6 separate regions of the Mus musculus genome follow, and all the other regions are linked to region 6. Evidence: chromatin contacts called from public ChIA-PET and HiChIP or PLAC-seq data. All regions are on one chromosome and are shown on one strand. Each heading gives the region's core, a stretch centred on a gene start, on an enhancer-like site or on the middle of the called end of the contact. The rest is flanking DNA. Distances are from core to core; before and after follow the strand shown. Region 1 overlaps Jpt1 (Jupiter microtubule associated homolog 1). Region 2 holds the start of Mxra7 (matrix-remodelling associated 7). Region 3 holds the start of Ube2o (ubiquitin-conjugating enzyme E2O). Region 4 overlaps Mfsd11 (major facilitator superfamily domain containing 11). Region 5 holds the start of Snhg16 (small nucleolar RNA host gene 16). Region 6 holds the start of Unk (unkempt family zinc finger).

Evidence for each region. ChIA-PET counts read pairs in DNA pulled down with a chosen protein or histone mark. HiChIP or PLAC-seq counts read pairs in DNA pulled down with a chosen protein or histone mark.
Region 1: a contact with region 6 is called in a FOXA1 HiChIP or PLAC-seq map of pancreatic cancer cells. The contact joins the enhancer-like site here to the promoter of Unk in region 6. A contact is called at or near these places in 3 of 39 promoter capture datasets (liver, pre-B cells and second pharyngeal arch cranial neural crest), 4 of 115 datasets of contacts at active chromatin or transcription factors (T-cell acute lymphoblastic leukemia, bone marrow-derived macrophages, memory CD8 T cells and 1 more) and 3 of 9 other capture datasets (adipose tissue, liver and pancreatic islet).
Region 2: an H3K4me3 HiChIP or PLAC-seq map of bone marrow-derived macrophages shows a contact between it and region 6, with 4 times the contacts expected there. The contact joins the promoter of Mxra7 here to the promoter of Unk in region 6. A contact is called at or near these places in 1 of 39 promoter capture datasets (liver) and 2 of 115 datasets of contacts at active chromatin or transcription factors (bone marrow-derived macrophages and large pre-B cells).
Region 3: a contact with region 6 is called in an H3K27ac HiChIP or PLAC-seq map of extraembryonic endoderm stem cells, with 3 times the contacts expected there. The contact joins the promoter of Ube2o here to the promoter of Unk in region 6. A contact is called at or near these places in 3 of 115 datasets of contacts at active chromatin or transcription factors (T-cell acute lymphoblastic leukemia, extraembryonic endoderm stem cells and large pre-B cells) and 1 of 9 other capture datasets (embryonic stem cells).
Region 4: a contact with region 6 is called in an H3K4me3 HiChIP or PLAC-seq map of bone marrow-derived macrophages, with 6 times the contacts expected there. The contact joins the enhancer-like site here to the promoter of Unk in region 6. A contact is called at or near these places in 3 of 39 promoter capture datasets (the C10 cell line, cranial neural crest and pre-B cells), 2 of 484 Hi-C or Micro-C datasets (CD4 T cells and muscle stem cells), 2 of 115 datasets of contacts at active chromatin or transcription factors (bone marrow-derived macrophages and memory CD8 T cells) and 1 of 9 other capture datasets (adipose tissue).
Region 5: a Ronin ChIA-PET map of embryonic stem cells shows a contact between it and region 6, with 12 read pairs. The contact joins the promoter of Snhg16 here to the promoter of Unk in region 6. A contact is called at or near these places in 1 of 39 promoter capture datasets (hippocampal neurons), 1 of 484 Hi-C or Micro-C datasets (pre-B cells), 2 of 115 datasets of contacts at active chromatin or transcription factors (embryonic stem cells and memory CD8 T cells) and 1 of 9 other capture datasets (embryonic stem cells).

What each region holds. Positions count from the first base shown.
Region 1 is chr11:115,507,902-115,511,426 of GRCm38.p6, forward strand. All of the region lies in intron 1 of Jpt1 (Jupiter microtubule associated homolog 1), which reads right to left. Among named protein-coding and RNA genes, the nearest start is that of Jpt1, 4.7 kb to the right of the region's middle. Within about 2 kb of position 2,105, at least 48 of the 459 cell types and tissues checked have an H3K27ac peak or open chromatin away from gene starts, as enhancers often do. A contact at or near this core is called in pancreatic cancer cells, where this site is marked.
Region 2 is chr11:116,825,708-116,829,399 of GRCm38.p6, forward strand. Mxra7 (matrix-remodelling associated 7) reads right to left here and starts at 2,339. Exons shown (of 4, transcript NM_026280.3): 1 at 2,022-2,339. The coding sequence starts at 2,291.
Region 3 is chr11:116,579,663-116,583,469 of GRCm38.p6, forward strand. It overlaps Ube2o (ubiquitin-conjugating enzyme E2O), which reads right to left and starts at 1,785. Exons shown (of 18, transcript NM_173755.3): 1 at 1,350-1,785. The coding sequence starts at 1,751.
Region 4 is chr11:116,867,627-116,871,376 of GRCm38.p6, forward strand. It overlaps Mfsd11 (major facilitator superfamily domain containing 11), which reads left to right. Exons shown (of 13, transcript NM_178620.4): 10 at 908-1,033; 11 at 3,668-3,750. Among named protein-coding and RNA genes, the nearest start is that of Mfsd11, 16 kb to the left of the region's middle. Within about 2 kb of position 2,170, at least 55 of the 459 cell types and tissues checked have an H3K27ac peak or open chromatin away from gene starts, as enhancers often do. A contact at or near this core is called in adipose tissue and bone marrow-derived macrophages, where this site is marked.
Region 5 is chr11:116,670,400-116,673,841 of GRCm38.p6, forward strand. Snhg16 (small nucleolar RNA host gene 16) reads left to right here and starts at 1,261. Exons shown (of 5, transcript NR_027821.1): 1 at 1,261-1,357; 2 at 1,765-1,956; 3 at 2,265-2,339. It overlaps Snord1c (small nucleolar RNA, C/D box 1C), which reads left to right and starts at 2,106; the gene lies at 2,106-2,183.
Region 6 is chr11:116,028,072-116,031,574 of GRCm38.p6, forward strand. Unk (unkempt family zinc finger) reads left to right here and starts at 2,245. Exons shown (of 16, transcript NM_172569.4): 1 at 2,245-2,420. The coding sequence starts at 2,317.

The DNA of each region.
Region 1 (3,525 bases), core at 855-3,354, 520 kb before region 6:
GCCAGGCACTAACTCATGATTGTAATCCCAGGAAGTAGGGTGCTGAGATAGAAGGACTACTGTGAATTTAAAGCCAACCTGGACTAAAGTGAACTCAAGGCTACCCTAGGCTAGAAACAAAATCCTGCTGTAAAAAAAGAAAGTGATTATCAGTATAGTTCACTTGGTAGAACATTTGCCCAGAGGAAGATTTGGGTTCAATTCCCAGGACTGCATAAACAAGGCATGCAGGGCACCCTCAATGTGTGCAAGGCACTATCTCCAGGTGTCCCAACTCAACTGGATTAGAGAACACTAGCAGGTGCCTACTGTGACACCTACCCAAGTGGCATCTGCCACCAGCAAGGCCCTACACCTCAAGTGACAGATGTCTGCTGTGGTTTGCAATCAGAGGAAAACACATGGCTGGGTTTTCCCCAGACTAGAAAATAAACGAAGTTAAGAACAAAATGGTCAATAGGGCAAAATGGTATAAAAATCAATAAAGGTGTGAATCTGAACAAACCTCAAGTGCACAGAACTCCTCCCCAGCCCCCAGCAAGAGCCGCCCTGTCCAGTTTGGTACAAACTTTCCAAGGGACACAGTGGGACTTGCCTAACCTCTCTATGCTTCAAGTTTCTCCTCTATAAAATGAGGGCCCGCAGTAGTTTCTGTCCCATCAGACTGTTATTAACAGGAACATCATACACATGTACCATCTGGAACATGGCAATCATGCACACAGACTAGTATTAAAGCCATCTACATGTCACCACGATGCTACCGGGTGTTCCCTCTCACTAATGGCTTTCAGATGAATGACATCCTATTTTTCTGCATTGCTATTAACCAAAAATTTTAAAGACTGCTTCTGGTCTGGTTAGATGGGTAAAGATGCTTGCTACCAAACCTGACAATTTGAGTTAGATCCCAGCAGCCTACAGTGAATGAAAAGAACAGACTCCTGAAAGTTATCCTCTGACCTCCATACACATGCCAGAGAAACTGCACATGTGTGCGTGCACACACTGAAGGTGAAGGGAGCAGAGAGATGGCTCAGTGAGGGGCAGAGGACCTGAGTGTAGTTCCCAACCCCCATGTCAGGCAGCTCACAGATGCCGGCTTCTGGCCTCCAAGGGCATCTGCAAACATGTACACATTTAAGAGTAAACCCTAAAAAAAAGGGGGGGCTGCTTCTGAGGGAGACAAGGTAACAGAGACAGGTCACCCAGTTGGAGGCAGGGCTGGGCTCTGCAGTAAAGGCTGGACTTACAGAGGAGCTCACCATACAGCCTCAGCCAGCCTGAGACTGCCTTTCTACTTTCTCAGACTGGGACTGCAGGTGTGTGCTGTCAAGCTGGGAGACCAGAGTTACTTTTCTTTTTTTTTTTTTTTTTTTTTTTTTAAAGATTTTTTTTTTTTAAAGATTTATTTATTTTTATTGTATATATAAGTACACTGAGCTGTCTTCAGACACTCCAGAAGAGGGAGTCAGATCTCGTTACGGATGGTTGTGAGCCACCATGTGGTTGCTGGGATTTGAACTTCGGACCTTCGGAAGAGCAATCGGGTGCTCTTACCCACTGAGCCATCTCACCAGCCCCCAGAGTTACTTTTCACAGCACCACTTTCTCTCTGGTCTGCACTGGATCCTTTGATAGAAATCCCAGCTCCGGGCTGGTGAGATGGCTCAATGGGTAAGAGCACCCGACTGCTCTTCCAAAGGTCCAAAGTTCAAATCCCAGCAACCACATGGTGGCTCACAACCATCTGTAATGAGATCTGACTCCCTCTTCTGGAGGGTCTGAAGACAGCTACAGTGTACTTACATGTAATAAATAAATAAATCTTTAAAAAAAAAAAAAAAAGAAATCCCAGCTCCCTCAGGTTGGTTCCTGGTCTCAGTCCTCCGAAACTGCCCCTCCTCACTGGACTCAGGCACTGCCATTTCTGCAGTAAGCTGTGACCTTTCCTCTGCCTCTTCTCAAACAAACCAGGATCCTTCCAGCCACCCTCCTCTCCACTTCCTCCACTGTTGCAAGTTATCTCCCTTGGAGCCCTTCCTGGACTAACTATCTCCTCTGGCTCCAGCATGCTCCACCCTTCCCTCAGTGCCCTTTAGTCTTCAGCTGATCTGAAAACCCCACTTCCACACCCTACCCCTGCTTCCTGCATGAGCCCAGGACACAGCCAGACCACAGGGAGCACAGACAGGTTAGTTAGTGCTCCTGCTCCTGTGAGTAAAGCCACAAGTATTCCTGGATGTCTTCCTTAGCTTCACTGCCCTGCAGAAGACACAGGCAGCAAACCTGACTTAGGGACCGGCAGGCTTACTGTCAGGATTCTCCCAGTCACGTAATCCGGCTTTCCACAACCACCTCCCAACTCCACACTACCCACCCTTTACTGTCTAGGAAGGCGGGGGAGGCTGGGCTTGGGCTGGCTCTGTAGTTTACTACTTGTCAGGAGAGCAGAGCCTGAGAATGGAGACTCCAAGCAGCTGCCCACTGACTGACAGCAGCCTAAAGTCCTCAGCCTGGCAGACTTGTAGCAAGTGCTTCAAATCCATCAACGGGCAATCAAACAATGGCTTATTTGTCTTCAGGACCAAACACATGGAATTCCTTTTAGGTTTTCTTGTTTTCTAGTCCTGGTCTGCCCTCTCCCTGAACTGTGAAATTAGGGTCTCACTAAGATGCAATGTTCAGGCCTGGAGAGACCATGCTGCTCCTGTAGTTGGGCCTTGTTCAGTTCCCTGCACCTGTGCCAGGCAGCTCACAGCCACCTGTAACTCTCTAGGGGATCAACACCTTCTGGACTCCGCTGCACCCCTCCAGCAAACAGATAACACAACGAACCACTCTTTTGCAGGAGGGAGAAGGGCAGAAGAGATGGCGTGGAGGTTAAGAAAGCTGCCTGGCTGCTCTTGCAGGACTCAGATCCGAGTCCCAGCACTGACATGTGGCTCACGAGCATCTACAACTTCAGGTCCAAAGTATTTGACACCCTTTTCTGGCCTGAGGACCAGGCAGGCATGTGGTTTCAGGCAAAACACTCATATACATAAAATAAAAATGAATTTAGAAAGATTTTTTTTTTAAAGAAATGGGGGCACACAATGACATCAACTAGAAAAACGGAGTTCTCAGCAGTAAGAGGACCAGAGTTCTTGAAGGGACCAGAGTTCAGATCCTAGGACCCACATCAAGTGGCTCCTAACTCCCTGTAACTCCAGAGGATTGGATGCCTCTGCCCTCTCAGGTATCTGCAACTCACATCCACACACAGACATGCATACCCATAATACTCTCCAGGCCTGAGCATCGCATCTTACTGAGACACTAATGTCACAGCCTAGGAGGAAGGCAGAGGCCTACAGAAGAAAGACAGTCCAGGGCTAGAAAACAAGAAAACCTTAAAGTAACTCCATGTGTCTGTCCCTGAAGATAAACACATGTGCTTGTCTGCTGGCTATGAGGACCACGCCTTAAATCCCACTACACCAGAGGCAGAGGCAAGTAGATCTCAGTGAGACTGAGGCCAGC
Region 2 (3,692 bases), core at 1,089-3,588, 800 kb after region 6:
GCTTCCTGTCCCAACTGCAGTTATCTTCCCCCCCGGGGAGCAGTCTTCCTTCCTCTCCCCGGGCAGTAGGATCATCATCGGAAGAAAGCGCTGGGAACACTTGAAAATGCCTGAGTCTATTTCTAGACAATTTCTAAGCAGCGACTTCTAGCACTGAACCCACTACGGAAAGAGTGGGGGAGACACAAAGGCACCTGTAAGTCTCGGGCCCTCACCCGGTACTGGAGTAGAGGGAGTTGACGCATGCCCATAAGAGATGCTCCTGATTTCCAAATGTTGAAACTGCCATCCTGTTGGGTGGATTCCCTCACTACAGCCTGGCTGCCATCTTGAACTCCCTGTGTGGTACCTTGTCCTTCAAAGCATCCTGTAATCCTAGGGTTTGGTTTTGTTCTTTGGGGATGGGGGGGGGGGCGTGTCTCATTATGTAGACCAAGCTGGACTGGAACTCACAGAGATCCGTTCCTCTCTGTCTCCCGAGTGCTTAGAATAAAGGCAGAATCTCCAGGCTCACTCAGCTTAAACCACAGGCTTTGGGAAGCTGAGGCAGGAGGATTCTGAGTTGGAGGTCAGCCTTGAATACATAGTGGGTTCCAGGTCAGCCTAAGCTACATGTCAAGAAGTCAAGAATCTGTCTCAGTCAAGCAACCAACCAAAACCAGAAAAGGACCCGTTGGAGGATGCGTGTGAAGAACACCTCGGAGAAAATCCAGTAGGAAACTGCTCTACTCCAGAGGATAAAGTCAGGACTGTGCCCTGCTTAAAGACACCTTGGACTTTGATCTTGAATCTGCTGCTGCGAAATAGGAAATAGGCGAACCATTTGAAACAGGGCTGATGGGGACAACCAGGGAGAGCCTGAGAGAAATCCCAAATCCACCTGGCCCTCACTCCAGGACTGTGAGCTCCCAGCAGCCTTCCATTCTCTCTGGGCTGAACACAATAGTTCTCCTATTCAGGGCTAGTTAGAAGCCACTCTAATGACACAATTAGTCACCCACTTGTCAAGCAAAGAGCCTGCTAGTAGGGAGTCTGGCAGACTCAGCAGAGAAAGGCCTGAGCCCAGTCTCATTGCCGCCTCTCCTGTCCCAAGAGCTTCACTCCAGGGTAAACCATTGTATCCAGCAAGGGAAGGAGGCGGCTGCAGAGAGCCAACAGCTTGCCCACGGCGGCTAGCCCACGGCTTGCCCACAGCTTCCACTATGCTAGCCCACGGCTTCCTAACCATCCTGCCACCCAAGAACAAAGTATTGAAATCTGACCAGAGACCAGAGCATGTGGCCTGGCCTGGCACTGTGACATCCCAGTATCCCGGGCAAGCACGGATCCAATCTGCAAAGATGCATCTCAGAGACTGAACGCGTGAGGGGTACCCTGAAGACTGGTCAGCTGATAGCTCCTAGGAGGTGGGCAAGGTAGTTTGGGGGTATCAACTGCGATGGTCAGGGCCTCCTCTTGCACCTTTTGTTTCATATAAGCTGGGCTCATCCCAACGCAGGGGGTGGGGGGGTGAGGAGGTGTCAACGCCTACAAGCAGTTTGAAAGCTACAATACCATGGTCCCAGTAAGTGCCTTCCTCAGTCCCGTCCTTCCAGCCTCACAAAACGCCCACACTGACTCTGGAATCTGGATTCGAGTTGACCTAAAAGACAGGCAACTTCTCTTCTTGCACATCCCACCCCAAAGTACTGTGTTGTCAAGAGAGAGCTCACTTTAATTCAGACCTTGAAGTAGGACACGTGTTTGTGGATTTAGGCAAGGGTGGGCAGAAGCCAGGCAAGAGGAGGGTGCTGCAGGGCAGAGTGTCAAGGGCCTTGAAAGGCCCGGGACGGCCAGGACGGGGAGGAAGGGAGGACAGCTCCAAAGCAAGGCACTTGGAGGCACTTTGGGGGAGGATGGAGCGTCCCAGCCCCAGGAACCCTCCTTTCCTGCCGGCCACTAGCTCGGCCCTTCCTGGGCAGGTCCAGCCAGCAGGCTCGTAGGCGCCCTCCCGGGGACCCCACGGCGATCTCGGAGCGTACCTGCCTCCCCTCGGCCGCTGGCTCCTCCGCCTCGGACTCCTCCGGCTCCGCCACGCGCTCGGACTGGCTCGGTCCCTCCGGTGCAGGCTCCGGGGCGCAAGACTCTGGAGGTTCAGGCGGCGCAGGAGCCCCGGGGGCCTCGTCCGAGGCGGTGCTCTCCGGGGCCGGGACCCGGGCCGCCCCACGCCGCAGCAGCAGCCAGGCGAGCAGCAGCGCCAGCGCCGTGACCAGCGCGGGTAGCGCGGCCAGCAGCTCGACCGGCGACTCCATCGCGCCGTGGCCGCCGAGTGGCCGCCAGCCCGGACCCCGAGGGAACCCGCCGCGCCCCGCCGCCAGGCCACGCCCAGGGGCGGAGTTTCGTCAAGCCCACGCCCCTCGCGCCCTGGAGTGATTCGGAGTTCGGACCTTGGGAGGCGCTGAAAAGCTCGCTCTGGGGCACCATCTCAGCTCAGGCTTCAGTGCATTTCTGCCCTACAGAAGTTCATTTAGAGATGGTAGTGCAAACAGAAGAGAGCATCAGATTTCGTTACGGATGGTTGTGAGCCACCATGTGGTTGCTGGGATTGGAACTCAGGACCTATGGAAGCGCTCTTAACCGCTGAGCCATCTCACCAGCCCTTCCAAAGAACTCTTAAGTTTCTACTAGGGACATGGTGGCTCTTGCCTTTGATAACAAATCCCAGAACTCCAGAGGCAGAGACGGATGGGTCTATGTGCGTTCAAATACAGCCTGCTTTACACAAGCAAGCCCCAGGCTGTCTAGACTGCCTATGAGACATGGCGGAAAGAGATGAGAGGTTGGCAGCATGGCCCGCAGTTGCAGCATTCACAAGTTTCCGTTAACCACCACTGAGAAGAGACACATCCCCTCCAGCCCAGAGGCTGTGGGGATAGGATTGGGCTCTTCCTGCTGCTGGCTGGAGCTCACAGCTGTGAAGATGGTGTTAAGAAGGCTGGTTTTGTTTTTCTGTATCTTTCCCACTGCTCTCTCTATTGGTTAAAGTGTAAAACACACTGTAGCAACTGTCTACCTCCCTAGCACACCCCATCCGCCTTTTAGTTACTTTGAATAAATACAGGGCAAAGTTTGTCAGAAACAAAGAACAACAGAAAGCAACTGGGCTTAACAGGTGCCTGTAACCCCAGCATTCAGGAGGTGGAGGTAGAATTCATTCAAAGCCTGTCAGGGTTACATAGTGAGTCCCGTTTCAGCCTGAGCTACATGAGACCCTGTCTCAAAAGAACAGAAAGGGGTTGGGCTTCCCAGCTATTTAGAAAGCCCAGTAGACCAACCTGAGCAGTCTCAGCTCACACAACAAAACGGGGCTCCAGCTTTGGCTAGATGCTAGACCAGAGTTGTTTTGTTCTTGACATGTGGCAGAGGGGAAGGAATCCTAAGCCTACCAACATACTTACACATACAATGGTAAGTGCTCTACCACGGTAGGAGCCACATCCTACCAGGGAGAGTGACTATCTTACTGGGAAGAAACAGCACCATCTCACTTGTGAGCTCCAGCCATGACAGGAGGATCCCCTGTCAGCAGCGGGAAGGGCCCAATCCTATAACCACAGCCTCTGGGCTTAAGGGGGGATGTGTCTCCTCTTAGTGGTAGTTGATGAGAAAAACTCAACTATACAAAAAAGGCTTTGTCTCTAGGCTCCTGGCTT
Region 3 (3,807 bases), core at 535-3,034, 550 kb after region 6:
TGCCTCATCAGCCTCCCTAGTGCTGGGATTAAAGGCATGAGTCGCCAGGCAGTGGTGCTGCATGCCTTTAATCCCAGCACTTGGGAGGCAGAGGCAGGCGGATTTCTGAGTTCAAGGCCAGCCTGGTCTACAGAGTGAGTTCCAGGACAGCCAGGGCTACGCAGAGAAACCCTGTCTGGAAAAAACAAAGACATGAGTCACCATACAGCCTTATATTAATTTCTGAAGAGCCCCCTGCGATTGTTTTGGTGGCTTGGCTCCTCTATACTGTCTAGGCTTGAGGTGAGAATATCTTAATTTCCAAACCAATCTGAACAAGTTGGCAAGGTTTACTCTCAAAATAAAGTAGAATGGTTTAGGACGTAGCTCTACGTCAAAGTGCTGGAGGTTTAGCATCAAGTTCCTGGGTTCAACCCTCAGCACTGCAAAAAACAGTGACTTAACAGCCTTCCCCCAAAGCAGATCTCTCACTTCCAGGGACCTGATTCATGCTTAGAAATGTTTCCTGATGGGGAGGGGCAGGACAGGAGGAGCTGTGAGGTAAAGATATGTGAGAGACAGATACAAAACCACACACTCAGGAAAACAAGCCTGCAAACCAATCTTGGCTTAGGTTTATGATGTCAGTCCGCTCTTGTAGAACTGCTCCATTCACAAGCCTCTTTCCCGAACAGTGGGAGAATGTGGTATTTGCTTAAGAGCCCCAGGTTAAAACCAAAAGAACGAAAAAACAAGATGCAGCTTTTCCCATTGGTCCCTCTCTCTTCTGTCCACGATTTCATAGGCCACCCCACCCCAAGAAGTCCTAGACACCCAGTCGCAGCTGCCACCATCTCCCTCAGTACTATTAATATCATGGCCCTGGACTGGTTCATCATTTCCCTCATAAAGTTCTCCGAGGCAATTCAAAGGATGCAGAGGGGTTACAACAAAAAAGACGTGGGGCCGCTGCCCCACCATGCATTCCGTCAGCATCTGCTCAACTTCTTGGGTTTTCACCTCTATCTTTGTTTTGGAATACCCACAGCCAAGCCCTCCCCGGCACGGCCTTCCCTTCGGAAAGCACAATGCAGCACGGACCTCCTTTAGCGGTGGGGGTTGTAAGCAAAAAACGCCGCACTAGTGTAACGCCGAACGCGCCTCAGCGCCCGAGGAGGTCCCCACGGGCATCCGTGCGCGTCCATCACCCCGAGGCCAACACCACAGCCGAGCATCGCTCGCAAGGCCCCTCCCCTCGCCCGGAGCAGCCCTGCCGGCGTGCGCGCCCAGGCCGGTGTGATGACGGTGCACCGGGCGACGAGGCGGCGTTCCCCTCCCCGAGCCCTGCCGACCGCCCCGGCCCGCCTCACCTTGGTCTCCTTCACATGCTGCTTGACGCCCTCCGGGTACCACTGGACGCGCACGTAGCCGCGCCGCAGAGGGCTGGCCCGGCCCTCCTCGTGGCCCGCGCCCCCGGCCTCGGAGCAGCCCGAGCTGCCGCGGCCGTCATCGTCGCCCTCCGAGTCCGAGTCCTCGCCGTGGATGAGGCGTACCAGCCCGAAGTGCACCGAGCCGCGGTAACGGCCGGACACCAGGTCGTGGGAGAACAGCAGGCGCTGTGAGCCTGCTTCGGGGCCGGAGTCGGAGGACGGCCCTGAGGCCGAGTCCGTAGCGGGCGCGGGCGGCGGGGCGGCGGCGGCGGGGGCTGCGGCCGGGGTCGGGGCGGCGGCGGCCTGGGCCTGGGCGGGTGCGGGCGCTGCGGGATCCGCCATAACTGCTCTGCGCGAGTCTCGGGCGGCGGCAGCAGCGACAGCGGCGGCGGTAGCGGCGGCGGCAGCCTAAGGCGCGGGGAGGCGGGGCCGGCGGCGCGGGGGCGGGGCCGAGCGCGCTGACGTAGGCCTGCGTGCCGCCGTCGTTAGGGCGCCGGGATGCTGTTGCTAGGAGCCGCCGCCCGGTCGCTAGGGGACGCTGAAGATGCTTGGGGCGGGGGTGGAAGGACTGCCGCGGGGCGTGGCAGGGCTGCAGGAACGAAGATGGATTAGGGGCCTGAGGAAGGGTACTGGTCTACCGGAGTTGAGGGGCGGGGACTGCACGCAAAACTGACTGTAATTTCTTAAAAAAAAATTATGCCCGGGTCTGACGTGGTGGCCACGCCTTTAACCCCCAGCTCTCAGGAGGCAGAGGCAAGCCCATCTCTGTTTTAGGCCAGCCTGGTCTCAAAGCAAGTCCAGGTTACACAGAGAAACCCTGCCTCGAAAAAGCCAAACAAGCCAAGCAGTGGTGGCGCACGCCTTTAATCCCAGCACTGGGGAAGCAGAGGCAGATGGACTTCTGAGTTCTAGGCCAGCCTGGTCTACAGAGTGAGTCCAGGACAGCCAGGGCTACACAGAGAAACCCTGTCTCGAAAAGTAAAAACAAACAAAAGAATAAAAAAGCCAAACAAAAATTTTTTAAATGCGGTTTAGTTATGACACATGCTTTTAATCCCAGCACTTGGAAGGCAGAGGCAGGAGGATATCTGTGAATTCGAGGCCAGCCATGACTTACAAAGTGAGTCTTGCAAGGCAGTGGCACACACCTTTAATCTCAGCACTTGGGAGGCAGGCGGGTTTCTGAGTTCGAGGCCAGCCTGGTCTACAGAGTGAGTTCCAGGACAGCCAGGACTAAACAGAAAAACCCTGTCTCAAAAACAAAAACAAAAAACAAAAACAAAAACAAAACCCAAAGTGACAGGGGAGGGTATAGGGGGCTTTGGGGATAGCATTTGAAATGTAAATGAAGAAAATATCTAATAAAAAATGCCTTTAAAAAAACCAAACAAAGTGAGTTTCAGGACAGCCAGGGCTACAAAATAAAACCAAAATAAATAAATAAAATTAATTGAAATTTAAAATTTTATATATATATATATATATATATATTAGAAAACCCCTGTCTTGAAAAATCAAAAAAAGGTGGGGGGGGGAGAAAGAGAGAAAGAAAGAAAGAAAGAAAGAAAGAAAGAAAGAAAGAAAGAAAGAAAGAAAGAAAAGAAAAGAAGAAAAGAAAAGAAAAGAAAAGAAAAGAAAAGAAAAGAAAAGAAAAGAAAAGAAAAGAAAAAAGAGGCAGAGTCTTACTATGCAGCCCTGACTGGCCTGGACTCTCAGAAATCCACCTATCTATGTAAACTCACACTGTAAACCAGGCTGGTTTCAAACACAGAGATCTGCCAGTGTCTGCCTCCCTAGTGAGTACTACAGGTATGTGCCCTCACTCCTAGTCAGTCAAGTTTAGCAAGCACCCTTGGCATCCTAATCAAGTTGTAGCCCTGCAGAGTGACTGCATCTTCATCTTCTAGATGCCCACATGTGCCCAAACTCATGTACACAGATATCATCACAATAATTTTTTTAAGTTGTTGTCAACTGGGTGTGGTGGTGCATGCCATGAACATGTGCCTAGAGGACAGTCTAGTTGGGCACGTGAAACAAATACTCATTAAATAGCTGAAAAAGCAGCTCTAAGGCAGCTTGTAAGCAAGGCTGTAATAGATAGGTATAGAGTATGTAGAGTCCCGGGTGGAACTTGGAAGGTCATGACCCCTTAGAGAACTGGTCTAGAGGATGTGATGAGAGCCCAGAGCCACATGAGAAAGGGCTGCAAGTCAGAAGCACCGGAGGTTTGCCTTCAAAGCCCTTTTGGTGGATCCAGATCTCAGTGAGGCCTTCTATACACAGCAAGAGGGGGAGTTAGGAGTGATTACAAGTAAGAACCATGCTGGGCAGTGGTGGCACACAGCTTTAATCCCAGCACTTGGGAGGCAGAGGCAGGCAGATTTCTGAATTCGAG
Region 4 (3,750 bases), core at 920-3,419, 840 kb after region 6:
GGACCTGAGTTCAATCCCCAGCAACCACATGGTGGCTCACAACCATCTGTAATGAGATCCAATGACCTCTTCTGGTGTGTCTGAAGACAGCTACAGTGTACTTACATATAATAAGTAAATAAATAAATCTTTAAGAAAAGAAAGAAGGTTTTGTGCTCTTCCCAGGGGCTCAGGTTTGGTTCTCAGTACTCACATGGTGGCTCATATGTAGCTCTAATTCTGGGATCCAAAGGCCTCTTCTGACCTCTGCGGGCACTGTATGCATATGGTACAGAGACATACATACCTGCAGCCAAACACCATATGCACCATAATAAAAATAAATCAGCTGGGCGGTGGTGGCACAGGAGGGTCTCTGAGTTTGAGGCTAGTCTGGTCTACAGAATGAGTCCCAGGACAGCCAAGGCTACACAGAGAAACCCTCTCAATAAATAAATAAGCAAGCAAACCAGCCTTTGAAGAAAAAAAAAAACAAAAAACCTAAATGAACAAAAATGAAAACCAGCCTGAGCCTGTCAGAAAGATGCAAGTTTGAGGCCGGCCTTAGCTGCACAAGCGAGACCTTGTCTCAAAAATCACCAACAGCTGCCAGTCACACTGTGTCCCCTGAGTTCTGGGGCTCAGAAGTCAGAGAGCCTGTGTCAGCAATCACAGGGCTGGCAGAAAAAGCAGGAAGCAAGCCACCCTGGTGTCTCCTGCCAGAGTTCTGGTCTCGTGAGGGAGCTGTCACATGATGTAGTCATCTGAAGGCAGCCCTGCAGAGCCTCTGTGTTGGGGAGTGGAAGTGTCTCTGAATTTTGTCAGTGTGTCCTCAGGTAGGGCAAGCTCAGCTGCTATTAGACACAAACCAAAAATAGGAAAAAGCCTGGATGGACAGTTAAACTAACCCTGGTTTTCCCCTCCTAAGGTCTGGAGCTGACCTTCTTCTCTGGGGTGTACGGTACCTGTATTGGGGCCGTAAACAAATTTGGGACAGAAGAGAAAAGCCTCATTGGACTTTCTGGAATTTTCATCGGCATTGGAGAGATTTTAGGTAGGTTGGGTTTTTTTAGTTTAAAAACCTTTCATTCAGAGTCAGGTTGGAAAGCTGGCTCTGTAGGAGTTCAAGGCTAGCCTGGGCAATAAAAGGAGACCCTGCTTCAATTTTAAAAAGGAAGAAGAGCCAGGCATGATGGCTCCTGACTACACTCCTGAGTCTTGAGAGATGGAAGCAGGGTGACTTGAGGAGTTCAAGGTCATCCTTGGCTGTATAATGACTTTGGGTCAGCCTGGGCTGCTTAAGACCTTATCTCAAAAGAAAAGAAAGGAAAACAAAAACATTTTGTTGGCATAAAGATAGAAATTTTAGGTCTCCTTCACCTCTGTCCTGTCCTTGAGTTTCTATCTCCCCTACTTATTTTTATCCAAATGGGTGTATTTTATTTTTCCATCATCACTATTTTTTTTAACTTTTGCTTATTTGTGTGTGTATGCAGGTGTGTGCACACAAGGCCAGTAGAGTGTGTGTGCACGAGTGTATACAGTGGAGGGCATCTAAAGTCCTCTATCACTTTCTGTCATTTCTTTGAGGCAGGGTCCCTCCCTAAACTTGGAGTTGAGATTTCTTGGGTAGGCTGGAAGTCTTTGTGCCCCTGCAGTCTTCTCTGCCCTCCTTGCAGCTGGGCTTGGGTGCTGGGATCAGAGCCCTGGCTAGGGCGATGGCACCCAGGTAGGAGGCGTGCGACTAGTCTGCTGCGGTTAAGCTGTTGTCAGCTGTCACAAATCTGGTTCTGCAAGGTGCTTCAAAGAGAGCCTTATTGCTTCAGGGAACAGCCTGGTTCTCCTGGAATGATTGTTCCCGCTTGGGGTGATGTCATCACAGGGTGAGCTGTCTGTGAGGCTCTGCTGCCTGTACATTTAAGTGGATGGTTAGAAACCCGCTGACACCTTTGTGGGGGTCTAGAAAAGGACGCTCATTGTAAAAGCTGATAGCAAGGCGCTCAGGACTCAAAGATTTGTGCTTGCTTTCAGCCTCAAAGCTGGTTAAGGCAGGTTGGATGCCATCAATTTCCACAGACTCTCATGGAGGCCAATGTGTGTGCAGAACTAAGAGTGTAACCCAGAGAGCAGGACAGCAGAGACTGATGGAAAGTGGGGGGTGGAGGGGTGGGGGGTGGGGTGTTCAGTACGGGGGCAGGCCTCATCCTGCCTTCAGTTTCCTCATGGGCACAAATGAGTCAGCAGGGTTAGATATAGCTCACAGAACTCAGGAAAATTCTAGATCTACCCTGTTGCTTATTAAGAAGAATGCAGGGCTGGTGAGAAGGTTCAGTGGGTAAGAGCACCCGACTGCTCTTCCAAAGGTCCAGAGTTCAAATCCCAGCAACCACATGATGGCTCACAACCATCCGTAACGAGATCTGACTCCCTCTTCTGGAGTGTCTGAAGACAACTACAGTGTACTTACATATAATAAATAAATAAATAAATAAATAAATCTAAAAAAAAAAGAAGAAGAAGAAGAATGCAGGCTAGCAGGATGCTAGGCGCTCCAAGATTGTTCTTCAGAGGGCCTGCACCAGCTGTGTGGGCACGGGGGAGCAGGGCACAGTGTGGCGTTGCATTGTGTGATGACCCGATCCCAGGTCAGGCACAGTGTGGCGTCGCATTGTGTGATGACCCGATCCCAGGTCAGCGTAATAGGCATATCAACCACCTCAGGGCTATAGCATTACTTTGTGTTATGGAACTTTTCAAATCCTTTCTACTAGCTATCTTGTAGCCCACAGATAATTGTCATTAGCCACAGTTACCACACTGTGCTATAGAATATTGTCTTTTTTTTTTTTTTTTTTTTTTTTGAGATGGCCTTGCTATGTAGCTCTTGGCTGACTTGGAACTCACAATATAGAATTAGGCTAGCTTCAAACTTGTTACAAGTTTGTGCCACAGCCCTATTCATGTTAGAAGTTTTTTAACTGCTAGCCTTGGGGAAGAGGGGATGCTAGGAATTACCTGGAGCCTTGTACATACTAGACCAGCCACCCTACCACTGAGCTAGCTGCTTACCACACTCCAGTTTTAAAACCATGAGACAGAATCTCACAAAGTTGCCCAGGCTGGCTTTGAACTCCTTCCCTCAGTCTCCTGGTCCCTAGATCCATAGGACAAGCCACTGGCCTTGGCACTAAGCTGTTATGATGGGTGAACCTTCCTAAAAGCCTTTGTTGCCACCCTACACTTTCAGGGTGATTCATCCAGTCATGAAGCGGACAGGCTGTGGGGTGGGTGACGGGTCTAATCCCACCCCCCACCCCCCACCCCACCCCCGGGAGGTGGAGGCAGGGTCAGCACAGGCCTGGGCTACCTGAGGCCCAGTCTCACTACAAGAGTGGTAGTTGATGAGTTATGCACGGCCTTTTGTTTCTCTAACTAGGCAGCAAGCATAGGAGGTGTATTGATGTATTAATTCACAGAAAGAATAGCAAGAGCATCGCTGGCTGGAAGTACAGCTAACGTCGATGCCGTGGCTATGAGTGCTGTGGTCATCCTGTGTTCCCACTGTGACGGTCCCTGTTTCTGGGCAGATGCTGGACATCTGAGATTCATCCTCTGCTCACACTATGACCTGTGACTGGTTCTATGGTGGGTGGAACCCCCTGAAGTGTTCCTGTGTCCTAACCTACAGGTGGGAGCCTCTTCGGCCTGCTGAGCAAGAACAGTCGCTTTGGCAGGAACCCGGTCGTGCTGCTCGGCACCCTGGTGCACTTC
Region 5 (3,442 bases), core at 11-2,510, 640 kb after region 6:
GTGAGTAACAGATTTCCACATTAAAAAGATGATACAGGCTAAATGCTACAGAGTTCCATTTGAGGAGGACTGGAGGACCGGGCGAGGGTTGTGAATAAAAGGCTCTAGATCTTGTAAATTTAAACTAGCTTGTAAATAGGTATAAGTTCTGGCCCTGCCTTGCCATTTTGTCCTATTTAAAAATGAAGTCAAGATGCCCCATGCAAAATGATACTCTAAACGAACGAGGCAGGATCGAAAGACATGGAAAACACGCCCACGATAGAGGAAGAGGGTCCCTCATTCAGGAATCCTGTCAAGTCTCTTGCCAACAGAGAAACAAGAATTCTGGCATAATTACCAACTGCTGAAGGCCCTTTTGCCCTTCCCAGATATTAAACTACAATTTTTCAGCGACCCTCACCAATTACACCACCCCCACCCCCATGCAACCCCTAGCGACTTGTGCCTACAGTTCCATCCAACGCTTCTCTGGGGCCAGCACACTTATTTCACTTACCAAGATAGCAAGAAAGTGGGGAGGGGGTGTCTCCTAGCAACCTTTTAAGATGTAACTCACGAGCTACTAGAATTATACATGGCTAACACAATCAATTGCAACTCTCCTTGAGCCAGTTCCCACCCTGGGTATGCATTCTTCTTGAGCGCTTCTCTTTCTCCTAATCCTCACACTAAACCCCTCTATTAAAATGGTTTTTATCTCCAACTTATACCGGCTAGTCCTCAGCGCCGATTTCATTGTATCTTCCCTGTGAGAACAGTGCCACAGGCAGGCGAATACCTGGGGCTGCTGCTGCTGCTACTGACGGTCGCCCCTGCAGCTCTCGAGTGCCCCCTGCCGCCGGAACCCGCTCTCGCCCCCATCTTAAAAGCTTCTGCCCATTCCCTGGGACTCTCCCTGGACTTCACTAAGGAACTAAGCCAAGTGACATTTCTCCACCCCAGATAAAAATCTGCAGCACAATTAACGAGCCTCAGTTTCCTCAACGGTCCCTGAACCCTCGAACATTCTCCACCTCCCCAGACTTAGCGGGGGACCGCCGAAGTTCACAGTCCAAGCTCCTTACCCCGAACCCTCTGCTGCCCCTGGTGGCTGCCACCATCTTACCCCTTTCTCTTCACTCAATGTGAGGTGAGACGACCCATTCTTGGCAACGGTAGATTTAGAACTACATTTCCCATCAAACCATTCTCGACATCGCGAGAGTTCCGGCGAGACTTGCGGAGGGGAGGGAAAACGGGAAGACTGCGCGCAAGCGCGATCTCGTCCTTTCCGAGGTCCTCTGCCGCGTGTTTGGAAGTTATGGCCGCGCGGGTCTGTGGTGTTCTCCCTGAAAGGCCTAAGCTTTGGGTGATGGTAAGTTGTGGAAAAGGGAAGATGAGGTTTTTCCTACACATACCGTCGACACGCTTGCTCTCTCCGGAGGTGACGTGTCGACGATCAGCCCTTTCCTTTGCTATTGTGGGCCTTAGGAGGTCTGAGATGCTGTCTAAGGAAATGCTCCCCAGACTGCGAGACGTTTGATGCGGACGGGATGAAGCCCTTTTTGGTCTTCGATCTCCCTTCTCTTGGGGCGGGGAGCGGTCTTCTCTCTGTGACCCAAAGCCAGCCATGTGCTCAGCTCTGTCTTCCCTGGGGTCTCCATTGAGGGTGGTGGCCTTAAGTGAACACGAGTGACTCCTGCTAACTACAGATTGTCATGAACGGGATTGAAAACTGAAAGCCGTTAGCTCTAACGCGGCATAACTTCTCCTTCCCCGAAGGCATTGCCTTTTGGCACTCGGGAGACAAGATGCAGGTTCCGTCTCAGAAGTAATGGCTGGATCCCTGAAAGCCAACGGGCTCGGTGTGGTCCACCCGTCAGAAGGCATAGGTAGATGGTGGGCATCTGCCTCAGACATAGTTCTCAAGTTCAGCCAGAAGAATGCGCGTTGAGCCCTCTGCAGCCCGTGTCGGTAAGGGTTCCAAACAAGTCCAGAAGAGGGTCTGTGCCGGTGTAATTTGGGGCTATAGAGTGTCGTTCTGCAACTCAACGTGGTTGCCAGAACCGGATTTCCAAAAATGAGTTGGGTTGGCACTGGGGGGTTTGGGGGGCCTCTTGCTGGTTGAGCTGAGGATGATTTAAGTTATCCCTGTCTGAAATGACACTTTTGTGAAGAGTCATGGTTTACTGAGGCTCGACGTTTTGAGGTCTGTTTTGAGAATGACCACAGTAAGGTTGCTTCTGTTAGAATGAAGTGGGATCTCTTTATTACTCCTTCAGACGGAGGTGTTGTCTCCAGGAAGCATCATGGAAAGGCGTGGTGGTGCACAAGGGCCTTCAGGATGCCTGCGCCTGGTAAGAGCTTCATAGAGTCGCAGGGGTTGTGGTAGCTGGGAAGGGTTGGTTGTTAGGTTTGGGGTGGGGGTGGGGTTAGAGGTTGTTGGGGATTGATTGTCCAGAGGAGGGCGTGGTCCTCCTTACTCAGCACTCTCACAAGCTGCATTTAACATTGGTGAATACAAAATTGTTCCTCACTCAACTGCTAAGTAAACTGACGTTCAGTGAGTGGGTTCTGTTTCTTTTGTATATGCGTGTGCCACTGCATCTATGTGTCTGGTTGACTTGAGTGAGTTTGGTTTCCCCTTTAGCCACCAAGCTGTTTTTTGGCCTAGAAATTGGGTTAAGTAAAGATTTGGGCCTGCTACCTGGGAGTAGCACAGAGCCTTGTCTTCTGTAACACAGAATCACTGGCTTCCAAACCTGGATATCTCTCAGAACACGTAAAAAGTGTTAAAATACACACATTTCCACCCAGGTCAGTGGATGAGACGGGTATGGAGTGGAATTAAGAGTCCTCGAGGTTTGAGCAGGCATGGAGAAACGGTTTGATGACCATTCTCACAGCAAGACCAGAGCACTGGCTATGTTTAAGCACCTCCTGAGATAGGTTTTTTTAATCCTCAGTCTTAACAGACAGCCATATGCTTTTGTACATGTGGGTGGGGAAAGGAGACACTCCTTTGTATAGTGTCACCTCTTAGTGGCAGGTGTGGTAATGGCTGCCCTTCAGTAGGGTCGCTGTAGTGGGTGACCTGTACCATTTTAGGGATTTCACTGATAGTCTACAAAGACTTGCCAAAGACTCTGGCTCAGCTGTAAGGCAGATGCTGCTGGAAGTGACCTTTTTCCAGAGTCTTCCCTTGTAACCTGGATTGGCCTTGCATTTGTTGTGGAACAGGGGTTGGGTTCAAACTCATAATTCTGTCTTGGCTTCCTTCCTGTGAGTCACCTTGTCTTTAAGAGGACAGGAGTGATTAGAGAAATGGCTTAGTGGTTAAGAACATTTGCTGAATCTTTTTTAAAAACTTGTAAAAAGTTCTCGTGCACAAAGGCTGACCTGCTGTGGGAGCTGAGTCCATGATGATATAAAGCTATCTGTCTGGAGGCCTTTCTGTGTG
Region 6 (3,503 bases), core at 995-3,494:
TACATGCTCATTCGGAAGCTTCTGTTATGAACTCATTAAAAATTAAATCTATGAGATGAAGTTTCTGCAGCAACTTCACACCGGGGGATTCCAGGACAACACATAAGCCAACTCCTCGTATTTCTTTTCTTTTTTTTTTTCTTTCTTTCTTTTCTTTTCTTTTCTTTTTCTTTTCTTTTCTTTTCTTTTTTTTTTTTTTTTTTTTTTTTTTTTTGAGACAGGGTTTCTCTGTATAGCCCTGGCTGTCCTGGAACGACCAGGCTGGCCTCGAACTCAGAAATCCACCTGACTCTGTCTCCCAAGTTCTGGGATTAAAGGCTTGTGCAGCCGGGTAGTGGTGTCTCACAGGGTTTTTTGTTTTTTTTTTTTTTTTGTTTTTCCTTTGTCCTGAATTGATCAATGGGAGGGAAAGCTGCAAAGGAAATGGGGAGGAGCTGAAAGTACAGTCAGATCAACACAAGACAAATAAGCAGAGGGTCAGGAGCATGCTGTAGCCCGAACCTCAGATTCACTGTAGCTGAAATGATCTTCGGTTCCTGATTCCGCTGCTTCCATCCCATATTAGTGCTGGAGTTATAGATGAGTGACCCTTCACATGTTTGCTGCTGGAGACTGAACTCTGCCTTCTTGCTTGCTTCTACCAAAGGTTACGCCCCAGCCCAGAGATCCCACTCGGGTTAGCTTTAACAAGGCTAACTTGATCCCATTTAACAAAACAAGTAGGTTTTGAAAACAATGGATTTGACTAAGTGTGGTGGTGCAAGCCTGGAATCCCAGCTTTTGGGAGCCAGAGGCAGGCAAGTCTATGTAAATTCAAGTCTAGCCTGATCTACATATCAAGTTTCAAGCCTGCTGGGGCTACATAAGTAAGATCCTGCCTCAAAACCACAAACATGTACTCACAAACCAAAAATAAAAAAGAATTTGATATAGATTGAACATAGAAAACAAGGTCAAATGGGAAGTATTACATATCTATGATGGACATTTTTATTATTTTATTATTATTCGTGGAGTGGGTTCTCTCCTACCACCTGTACATCAGTCCCAGAGATCCCACTTGGGTTTGCAGCCTAGGGAAGCAAGCACCTTTACCCCTACTCATCTCCAACCTGTTGTTGTTTGGTTGTTCTTGTTCGGGTTTTTAGACAGACTGACAGCTCTGGCTGACCTAGAACTACCAACGGATGCCACCAGGCTTTGAATTCAGAGATCCACCTTCCGTTGCTTCCTGAGTGCTGGGACCGAGATACATGCCACCGTGTTGGTTTTTGAGATAGGGTTTTAGTACATAGCCTAGCTTGGCCTGGAACTTGTGACTTTCCTCCCTCAGGATGTACCCCTATATCCAGCCTGTAGAAAGTCATTTCATAAAACCATATTCCTAAATGTGAGGCAATTGCCTTGCATTTCCCCGGAACAGAAAGGTTTTTTTCCAGAAAAGGGAACTAGAATGGACTAGAACATTTTTTTTTCCTCAGCCCCTGGCCCTTCTCATGTAGTCTATCACTATACTTCTCAACAATTTACCAAAGTGCCTAAGAGACTACTCTAGATAGAGATTAGGTTCTCCCTTGGACCTTAACCTACTGGAAACAAGGTATTTGGGCCAACCACTGAGTTCAGAAGGAGCCCAAGTGGAGGGGTTCCAGGTTTCAGGGTTGATAAATGTTAATGATGCCCAGGAACAATATGGTGTATTGTAATTTTTAAAAACAAAACAAAGCAACAACAATAAAAAGCTTCTTCAAACTGTCTGCTAGCCTGCATACTTTCTCTGGTGATTTACAGGTTACTATATTATGAAAATATTGGCTGACTAGCTTGCTGGCTCCGAGGCAATGCTCTAGACTGACTTTAGAAACGGTGCGCCAACTGTACTGGTAGGGAGGCAAGGCAATTACTGCACTGCATTTGGAACATTCTCCGTGGAGTTGTTTCAGGCCTCCCTAACTGGTTCCTTGCTCTCCGGAGGATCCAGTTTAAAGGTAGAGTTCACCTCCGACCACACTGACAATGCTCAGGTAATAGTTAAGAGTGACTAGACTACAATTACCACAAGGCATTGCGGATCCTCAGCATCCGGGACACCGTCCGCAAAGATCTCTGGGTATTGTGGTCTTGCACTTTAGCAGCGACACTGTGCCAACGGTAAAATTTCACCGGAAAGGAGGACCACAACTCCCAGCAACCTTTGCTGCTGTGCGGGGGGTCTTCACGTTCTCGTGGCGCGGCGCAGGCGCTGTGGGTCTTCGGCGCGGACCGCGCAGACTGAATAATAAAAGGGGAGCGGCGAAGAGGCAGGAAGACAGGACCATGTCGAAGGGCCCCGGGCCCGGCGGCTCGGCAGCTTCCTCGGCGCCCCCGGCCGCTACCGCTCAGGTGCTGCAGGCACAGCCCGAGAAACCGCAGCACTACACGTACGTAGAGCCCCCCCCGCCGCGCGCGCACGCCTGACGTCAGCGGCCAGCGTGAGTCACGCGCGCAGGGAGAGCGCGAGGCTGTCCCCCCCCCCCTTCCTCCGGCTCGGCCCAGACCGGTTCCAACCTGCTGGGACCGGTCCCAGCTTACTTCAACTGTCACCAACCTCTGGTCGGGCAGTGGGGCGGGAAACTCGGTCCCAGCCTCCGAGTCGGAAAGGCAGGAGCGCGGGTCCCGAATCCACACTTCTCAGGCCAGGCCTCAGAGGCCTGACGGTCTCAGACATAAAACCCGACAAGTCCACGACATGACAAGTGGAAGTCTGTACCAACCAGCACGAGACCTGTCTAGAAATGACTGTTTGCTTGAAGTCTCGGGAGGAGACTCTGTGCACCGGAGGCCTTTTGTATCTTTAAGGCCTGTTAGATTGTCCACGAGGATCACCCATGCTTGAATTCCCTTAAACAGTCAAACGTGCAGAAATGGGCTCACTCCGTGCAGGCTGTACTGTCTAGCTTGAGTCAGCGACATCCGGGGTGTTAATGGTTGCAGACCCCTTCAGCATCGGGCAGGCAAGGGAGCCTCATCGTAACTGGCCTAAATGAGATTGCCACAATGTAAAAACTGCATGTGTACAAGCTTAGGTCCCTGCCTTCCTTGCTGTCATGTCACAGTAGGCCTAGGTTCTGTGAGACAAAGGCCAATGCTGTAGTTCCTCTTGTAAAGCCCTGTTGGTTTCCGTTCCCTGCTGTGTGCCAGGAGTGTCCCTACTGGGTGCCTGAGTGATGGGCCAGTTTAGGAGATCCCAACCTGTGGAAATGTCAGAACCCGAGAGATTGAACAACACTCCAGCGTCCAGCCAGGAGCTGGCAGCATCCGAACTAAAGTCAGGCAGAAGCAGCTCTGGTTCAACACTTTTGGGAGTTGGGACAGGGGAACATTGGTTATAGAAAATGTATTGGTTTCTTCAAATGACTAGTGTTGGCTGACGTCATCCAAACTTGACTGTAACTCAGGTTAGCCTTTCAAGTATGGTGGTCATCAGTTGGTCCTTTCTTACTGGAGTTCTCTCTCACTCTGCA